Regions from separate parts of the Sus scrofa genome. Here region 1 is linked to region 2. The links are chromatin contacts, called in public Hi-C maps. All regions are on one chromosome and are shown on one strand. Each heading gives the region's core, a stretch centred on a gene start, on an enhancer-like site or on the middle of the called end of the contact. The rest is flanking DNA. Distances are from core to core; before and after follow the strand shown.

Region 1 (4,270 bases), core at 149-2,648, 68 kb after region 2:
ACTGGGCCGACCATTCACCGGCCTCCACTCGAGCCCTGCCCACAGCAGCTCCACGCAGTGGCCGGTAACACCACTCCCCAAATAGGGACACTGAGGCCCCAGGGGCCTCCCGTCCAGCCTCATGGTAAAATTCAGGGCCAGATCCAACCCGGGAGTCCCGGGAGCCTTCAGCCCACGAGCACCACTCCCCTCTGGACAAAAGGCAGGAGGCCGAGGGGTCTGCCACTGGCCGGGGCCAGGGCCGGTTTGGCCAGAGCGCCCACCCCGAAGACCGTGGCCTGTCTCAGGCGAGTCAGACTTCCACTCTCACGCAAGAGCGCCACCTGCTGGCCCACCCGCCATGCCCCAGGGTCACGCCCTGCCAGGGAGTGCAGTCCTGGTCCCACGTGTTCTGGCTGCTTCCCCGGGTCAGACCCCAGGCAGCTCCGCCCTGCTGTGGCCACAGGGAAAGGACGGTGTGTGAGGGGCAGGTTCTAATAAAAGCTAGGCGGTGGCCCCTCCTGTGCCCCCACCCCGGCAGGCTCTGTGTGTCCCCTGCCACCTGGAAACCGAGCACAGAGAGGCTCAAGGTCGTTCAGGCTGTCAGCCCCAAGGACAGGCTCTGGGTTAGGGAGGTCTCGGGCTGCTGTCCCCAAAACTTACATTTATAAAGCACCTACTGTGTGCCGGCTGGTATGGATGCCGTCAGCCAAGTGAGGGGTGCTGGCTGAGGGTGACGCCTGTGGGAGGAGGGCAGGGGGCCCAGGCCCAGGCCGAGCCCAGGCTGGTGGGTCTGAGGCGGTCCAGGGGCTCCTGCAGCACAAGTAGGGGACAGAGCCATGGTGGGAGAGGCCCAGGGGCAGGGGCCATGGACTCTGCTGGGGGCACTATGTGGATGTCCCGCTGTGAAGACTGGGGGTGTCCCACAGGAGGAGCCAGGGCGGGGGGCGGGGGAGGTCATCTGGGCCAGATGGTAGGCTGGGCTGTGGCAAGAGAACCACTGGCACCCTGGCGCCTATGTGCGGCACAGCATTTTGTGGCCAATGGTGCCCTCTGCTGGTCATGTTGGGCACTGCCCAGGGGCTCAGGCTCCCGGCCCAGGCCCAGGGTACTTGGAGATGTGTCTCACCACCCCAACTCCCAGGCCCTGGGTGGCCTTGGAGACACTGTCTCCAGGACAAGACCTGCCTCCTACATGTGGGGAAGATTTGGGCATCTGATTCCAGGCACATCCACTGGAAGGTGAATCCAACTCCCCATCAGAGACTCCTGCGTGCCCAGGGGGCAAGCCCCACTGGGACAGCTAAGACGCAGGAGACAGGGCTGGCCTCCAAGTATGCCAGGCATGTGACAGATGTGGCCAGGACAGGTAGGGCTGGGGCCTGCCTGGTCCTTTAAGAGGGCCTTGCGGTGGGGGGGGGTTGCTGTCCCCATCACCTAGCAACAGGAGAGCTTGATGTGTACCTGTCTCCAGGAGACCGGGAGCCACGTCCTGCTTGGGGACAGAGTGGCCGGAGCTGCCCTGCTGACTGTGCTAAGCAGCCTTCCTCTCTCTCCCCCTCCTACCTGTGCCTGGGCGGCACCATGGCACAGACGGACATACTCACGACCAAGCAGCCCGCCCCGCAGACAGTGCTGGCGTGCCAGCTACCCCGCAAGCTGTACGATGTGGCCCAAAACACGGGCGCCCACACATCCTCTGGCCTGGCCACTGCTGGCTTCCGCACAGCTAAGTACCTGGCAGACGAGTGGTTCCAGAACTGCTACGCCCGCTACCATCAGGCCTTCGCCGACCGTGACCAGTCAGAGCAGCAGCGCCACGAGAGCCAGCAGCTGGTGGCTGAGACGGAGGCGCTGGCACAGCGCACACAGAAGGACTCCATGAAGAAGGTGGGTGAGCACCTGCAGGACACACACTGCTGGAAGTCAGAGCTACAGCGCCACGTGGAAGAGCTGGTCGCAGAGACCGACCTGCTGCTGGCCCAGAAGCAGCGGCTGGAGCGTGCCCTGGACGCCACAGCCCTGCCCTTCTCCATCGCCACAGACAACCTGCAGTGCCAGGAGCGCCGCCAGCACCCCGACCTCGTGCGCGACTGGGTGGAGATGGAGCTGCTGAAGGTTCGGTCCCTCTGGGTCCCGGGGACGGCCAGCCCAGCCGCCCCACCTCTCGCCAGGGAGTGTGGGAAGGCGTGTGCCCCACAACACAGCTGGCAGAGGCCTTGGTGCCCATGTACCACGTGGCTGCACACAGCACAGGGAGCCTGAGCCCTCAGCACACACGCAGGCAGAGGGCAGAAGCTGGCTCTGCGTGTAGGTCTGGGACAGCCGGGCAGGGGGCAGGGGCAGGGGCAGGGCTCATGCTGTCCAGAAGGGAGGTGCCCTCCCTGGCCCCAGAAACCGGGCCTGTCCTTCTCACAGCCCGGCCTTACAGTGGGTGCTGGGCAAAACCAGGCTCCCTCCAAGGCGGGCCCAGCCAGGCTAGTGGCACTGTGGCCTGGGCTGGGGCTGGACTGGGCCTGGAGTGGGCCTGGGCTGGGGCTAGACCTTGGCCTATGTCCCCTCACCTTGGTCGGGGGTCCAGGGCTCCTGCTGTGCCCCTGCCCCCACTACGGCTCACACTGGGGGCGGAGGCAGGGCCCAGGCCGTGGCAGCATCCACACCTGGATGCATGTTGGAACGTTTGCCCAAGGATGGGACAGTTGGGGGCCACTGGGGCAGGGCAGGGCCTGGCCAGTTCCATGATGCCCCGATGGTCCTTCACACATGCCCCAAACCACAAAGGGCCTGAGCTGAGCCCCAGGAGCGGCTGCCTGGCTTGGGACGTGTGTGGGGAAGGGCAGAGCCTCTCTGCCGGGTCCTGGGAGTGCCTGCACCCACGGGACAGTCCTTCAGTCACCCCTGGGTCCTAGCACCTGCTGACAGGCCCTTTGGTCACCCTGGCTTATGCAAACTAAGACTGAGCCTGAGGACCCTGAGTTCGCAGCAGTGGAGCCCAGCATGCCCCCCCGCCAACCCTACTGGGGTGTTGGAAACCAAGCCTCAGACCAGCGTGCAGGTGTGGACAGTGTAGAGGCCACGTCCATCCCACAAGGAGCCCTTGACCCTCCGAACCTGGCAGGACCTGTCCTTGGGGCAGCCCCCAAAGGGTCGGGGGCTCCCCATGCCAGGCCCCTTAGACTGGCAGGGAAAAGCCTGGCCTGTGAACTGGCTGCCAGCAGCGGGCACTCGTGAGATGAGGGGAGCCAGTCGGCCAGGCCAGGCACTGCGTACCCCCTGCAAACCCCCAGCTCAGGCTGGAGCCCAGCACCTCTCTGGCCCCAGGCTTTTCCTCTGCCCCCCACTCCACTCCACACTCCAGGAGCGACCCCTCTGCCCTCAGGCAGCCCCCCCCATCACCCAGCAGTGCACAGGCGACAATTGGGCCAGGACAGGGAGACAGGTCAGACCTGGTCACATGAGGGCTTCGAACCCAACAGAGGTGAAAATTCAAATTAAGGGGAGAAGGCAGTTCCTACTCAGAGAAAGTAACCGTTAAGGTGGTGGGAAGAAACAGGGGCCCTTGTGTCCTCAGGGTCAGTAATGTACGGCCTCCCTGAGCCCAAAGCCCCAAGGGCCACCCCAGGAGGACTCCTGGTCCCCAGTGGCCGGGTCCTCAGGGGCTGTTACCAGGTTGCCCAGGGGCCAAAAGTCAGGCTGGTGCCCTCAGGGTCCTGGGCAGGCTGAAGGGCAGCCCCCAGAGTCCAGGAGGTGCTGAGCGCCCAGCAAATGGGGACCACCTCAGGATGGCCCCCCACACACTGCTCCCAGAAGCCCCTAGAAGAAAGAGCCACTGTACTGGCTGCAACAAGATGCACAAAAGCCCAGAACAAATCCAGTGAGAAAGGTGGGGTCATCCTTCATTTCCAAAAGTTCGGGGTCAGCAAGGTGACATTCACCTGAGGCCACCATCAGGGGTCAGGTGCTGGCCAATCCTCCAGTTCCACTGGGTGTCGCCCCAAATCTCAGCGCCTCCTGGGCGGCTAGGAGGCTGACCACGGGCCACAGCAGCCCGGCCGGCTCAAATCCTCAACAAGAATCCGCGTCTCCTCCAGGAGGCAGAGCTGATCCGGAACATTCAGGAGCTCCTGAAAAGGACCATCATGCAGGCCGTGAACCAGATTCGGTGGGTCTGGGCGGCCTCCAGGGCGCCCCCTACCTCTCAGTCCAGCTACCGGCAGTAAATGGGGGCGACCAGGCCCTGAGGTGCAGAGAGCTGGGGGCTCCGGCCCAGGCCCAGCCAGGAGGGCAGGGC
Region 2 (4,538 bases), core at 533-3,032:
GCTGAGGCTGAACCACAGCCCGGCCGATACCCCACATGGGTGGTGCCGGGCAGCAAGCTCAGAGAGCCCCGGAACCGGCCTCTCCTGGCGCAGTACAGCCTCCGGAACTGACCCCTCCGTCCACATGTCCACCCAGAACCGGGCTGTTCCCAGACCCACGGAGGCCAAGGCCCAGCTACCAAAGGTCCAGAGACCACCTCACACCAGGCAGCAGTGTCTGCGTCAAGAGACCAGCTCCTCAAACCTTTCAACCAACAGGTGCATGAGGCCATGGAGGCACGCGGTGGGCTGTGACCCAATTCCTGCTGCCAGCCTCCAGGGGTGGCCGGAGGGTCCTGGCAGACAGACCCCCAGCCTTGGGGCCGCCCTGCTGTTCCCATGAGGCCGGAACAGCAGGGCAGCCCCAAGGCAGGGTCACCTCCCCCCGGGGCTGGAGAAAGCTCTTCCACGCACTCCTGGCTAATTAATTCATTACTGAGGTAGTTCATTAATTAGGGGCCCTCCAGCCTTGATGGGGCCCAGCCAGGGATGGGATGTCTACCTGTAGATTTGGGGGCCTCCAGGCAGCGGGACAGAACAGGTCGCTGGGCCCCCTGGCACACGTGTGCGCACGCTCACTGGTGCTGGGGCATCTGGTGGGGCTCTCCTAGGCCAGGCCCTCGGGGACTGCAGACCGGAGCCGGCGGAGACCAAGCCCGTGTGGCCGAGGCTGGGAGGCTGACACCAGGAGTCCCCCAAGCTGACAGACGTCTCTGCAGCCCCATCAGCAGCCGGGCCAGCTGTCTCCTTCCCCTGGGGGCATCCAGGCCACAGCCTGCCGAGGACAAGAGATCGGCCCCTGCCCCTGAGAGCATGTGACCCTTGACCTGGAGAGGTCCTGACCCTGGGGCCTGGGGGAAGCAAGGTCTCAGGACAAGCCAGCTGCCTGGGGCTCCAGCCCACCGCGCCATCCAGGCCTGCCTGGAGGAGGTGACAAACCACACCCAGCAGGATGCGGAAGCAGATGGAGCCCGCGGGGCTCCCAGAGCAGGGCTCGGGCACAGCTATCCGGCTATCCGGTCCCAGGAAAGAGCCAGAGGGGTCCCTCAAGAGAGCCTCTAAGGGGAGGGGGAAGCTGGCACTCAGGGCCACAGAAGTTTCTCTCTTTCCCCTGAGGCTGTTGCCACAACGACAAGCTGCTGACAGCTGAGGAGGACCCCGGGGCAGCTGAGGGCCAAGGAGGGGGCTCCCCCAGCCCGGGACCCCGTGGATCAGCCTCAAGTCTCCCCCTCCTGCCCCATGGAAAGCCACTGCAGGGTTTTAACTGGGGAAGCGGGTGGGTCCAGAGGACCCCACAGCGTTTGGGGAGAGGGAAGGGTGGGAGGGGACCCAAGCGGCCAGCGGGGAGCAGGGCGTGTGTGTAGCTGGGCGGTGGCTGTAGGGAGGTTCCTCCCTGCCCACAGTGGCTCTGTCCTGAAGGGTCCTGGTCTTCTGCGGGCAGCTCCACGCTGCCCGGCCCTCTGCACCGTCGGGGACAGAGGATTGCCCACTGGCCTGGCCACTGTGGGGCCCAGCAGCACCCACCCCTCTCCTGCTCCGTGGTCACTCGAGTCAGGGGCAGGATATGGGGACCGAGGCGGGCGAGGGCCCCAGCTTCGGGATCTCCCGGCCCCTCCAGGATGGTCCCTCTGCTCTGACCCCGACTCCCTCTGGGCTCCCACCCTGGCCCGACCCCTGCTGCAGGGAGCTAGTCTCCCCCGCCTGCGCACAGGGCCTGGGCCTCATGACTCACTGGCTCTGCTCGCCGGGTGGAGAGCGAGGCGAGCCGGCCAAACATGGAGCTGTTTGTTCTTGGCCACGGCTCGAGGTCACCCGAGGGCCGGGGGTGGGGGCGGGGGACTCCGGGGGCCAGGCTGGTCCTGGGAGAGCACCTCCCCCAGGAGCTGGGGGGCTGCGAGCCCACTCTCCACCCGAGCATGCCACCCGCCCCAGCGACAGGACCTCATCACCCTGCGAGCGGCCAGCCGTGGCCGCCAGAACGTCCTTCTTCTTCCAGGACCAAATCTCTGTTCTCCCCGCACAGCGGCCTGGGAGGCTTCCGCTGCTGTGCTCGGAGGCGCACCGGAAGCCAGCTCTGACCCGTCTGCACACCACGCCCCAGACCCCTGGGCACTTGGGCTGCTGGGGGTCCAGGGCCTGGGTCTCCGGCTGCAGTGGAGCCCAGTGCCTGGAACCGGGTCTCAATTACCACATCGTTCTGGACAGCTGGGGCACAGACGGCCACGCCCCACAGGCAAATGTCTGTGCTAAGCCTATGCCACAGGAGGGAGGGACGCGACGGCGGGCAGCCTCTCGACTCCAGCCAGGCAGGGCCAGGGGGCGGGGACGGCACGTGGCAGCCAGACCCCGGCAAGAGCGAGCCCGTGCCCCTGGCGCGAGTGCGCTGGGCGTGTGTGCATCTGGGTGCTGCCTGTCCCTCGTGTGCACACACACACACATGCTCTTGTACACTCACGTGTGCATCTTCAAGGCCGTGGCCTTCAGACTTGGGGCTGGCGGTCGTATTTCTCAGGGAGGAAGAGCCCCGCTCCCTTGCTCGCGGAGCCGCAGAGCCGGAGCACATGCCCACAGCTCCCTCTCATTGTGCCCGCTGCTAAAAACCGTGCTATTAGGAAAAGTGCTAACGTCTCCGCTTAGCTCTTTAATAAAGAGCTTGAGTCGGGGTTTTCTCAGGGTGCAACTGGGGAAAAGGGCCCTGTCTTCAGCTCCATCACCGTGACTTCGAGCAACCGCCTCGGAAAGCCAGTGCCTCGTGGAGACCCCATCAGCCACTTGGTGGCAGCATGCACAAGTGCCCTGGGGGCCCGCAGCCTCCCCGAGGGGTGTCACTGTCTGAAAGTGAAGCCGACCCCCAGCCCCGTTTCGCTCCCTTCCTCTAGCTCTCTGGCCACAGCTCCTCCTCATGGCTCTGGGCTCTGGCGTGGTTCCTGCTGGGAGCCGCTGAGGCCTCGGGAACTGCCCTCTCAGGCTGGCTGTGTCTGGGACCGAAGCCTGGAGGGACCAGCCCTGCCAGGTACAGCCTCCTTCCAGCCACACCTCCGCCTGTCTTGGTCCCCAAACTCCGCAAGGGAAAGGTGTGGGCGGGGGCCCAGAGCCAGGAGGGGCCCCTGGGGAAGACGACCGCCCGGCCGTGGGGACAGGCTTCTGGGCAGGAATTCTCGGGGCCAGAAATAACTGCCTCAGCGCCACTGCACAGCTGCCTGTGGCCTGAATTAGCGGCCCCGGGGGACTGCTCGCTCCTTCCATGGGAACGCGGCCCGGAGTGCCCTGCCCCCCAGCAGGCAGGCTGCCCCTGGAGAGGGGGCCCGGGGTCTGCAGACGGCTGGCTGCAGGAAGACCTTCCCACAGGAGAGGCGGGTGAGCGGACCTGCGGCACCCCAGCACAGCCTCCCCTGCTCTGCCCTCCAAGCGGGACCCCCATGGCCCGTCCCTCCCGCCTCTGCGCCTTGCCTGGTGACGCCAAGGTCTCAGTCTCTGTGTTAAGACCCAGCTCACATCTGGGACCCCCAGTGACGGTGATGGGAACGCGCTCCACGTGCGGACATACGTTTCTGCACGGTGGGGACCTGACACCCTGACAGCAGGTGCACGGGCCAGCAGCCCCGCGGGGGGCACAGTTCCTGGGCCCCACCCCACGCAGGCGGCTCCCTGCAAATCCGGCTTCCCCACGAGCGTTGCCTGGCAACTGGGCATTTATTAAGAAGGAGGAGGGCCTGGCCTTGTCACAGTGCGCCCGCCGGGCCTGCCTGCTGTTCCATGGGGCACGGTGCTTCCCCACCCCTGGCTCCCCTCAACTGAGGGCTGGGCCAGCGAAGGCCTCCATCTGGGGTATGGGGACAGGAGAATGGTCCCTCGAGGCTGAGGCCAGGGAGCCCTGAGTCCAGCGCCGCCCCCTGCCCCCCCCCACCCCAGCAACAGATGGGACCAGACCCTCTCCCCAGCGGCCTCGGGGTACCTTCCCAAACTTTCCAATGGGTGAACACTGGATAAAAATAGAACCCCACCCCCCAACTACCCAGCATAAGGACAGCGGCAGGGAGCCCAGACACATTTTTACACTCCGGCATTCATTTGCCACCAGGCGCCAGGACACAGTAGCGACCCTACTAGGAGTGGTGGGCCCTCCTGCAGGCTAGGAGCTGCTTATCAGGGGAAACAGGTCCCATGCGGTGGGCAGCATCCAGAACCTTCCAGATGAGGTTGTGGGGGGTGGGTACCAGTAGTTACGGTGGCCTTCCCTCCCTCCAGAGCAGAGCAGCCCAGACCCCGGTGGGCCACGGAAGAACAAACACCAGACAGAAGCTGGACGCTGAGGCTGCAGTCGCCAAGAGCCCCACAGAGCAGTGACTTCCCATGGTGATGAGAGGGCTTGCGCAGAGCAGGGGCTCAGGCTGGCCCCAGGAGCGCGGACAGCATGGGCACCACTGACCTGGCACCTGCAGGCCTGGGACCGCAGCAAGGTGGGGAGAAGGCCTTGGAGGCTGGCTGAGAAGCAGGAG

What was found. A called contact is a pair of places that touch in the nucleus more often than the background predicts.
Region 1: a Hi-C map of skeletal muscle shows a contact between it and region 2, with 4 times the contacts expected there. The contact joins the promoter of LOC110259951 here to the enhancer-like site in region 2. A contact is called at or near these places in 2 of 5 promoter capture datasets (fetal liver and liver), 17 of 47 Hi-C or Micro-C datasets (alveolar macrophages, brain, embryonic fibroblasts and 12 more) and 1 of 2 datasets of contacts at active chromatin or transcription factors (skeletal muscle).

Annotation. Positions count from the first base shown.
Region 1 is chr3:40,736,667-40,740,936 of Sscrofa11.1, forward strand. It overlaps LOC110259951 (tektin-4), which reads left to right and starts at 1,399. Exons shown (of 6, transcript XM_021086872.1): 1 at 1,399-2,097; 2 at 4,071-4,141. The coding sequence starts at 1,564.
Region 2 is chr3:40,668,184-40,672,721 of Sscrofa11.1, forward strand. The region is part of intron 2 of CACNA1H (voltage-dependent T-type calcium channel subunit alpha-1H); the gene reads right to left. Among named protein-coding and RNA genes, the nearest start is that of CACNA1H, 24 kb to the right of the region's middle. Within about 2 kb of position 1,783, at least 24 of the 83 cell types and tissues checked have an H3K27ac peak or open chromatin away from gene starts, as enhancers often do. A contact at or near this core is called in fetal skeletal muscle, omental adipose tissue, retroperitoneal adipose tissue and 2 more, where this site is marked.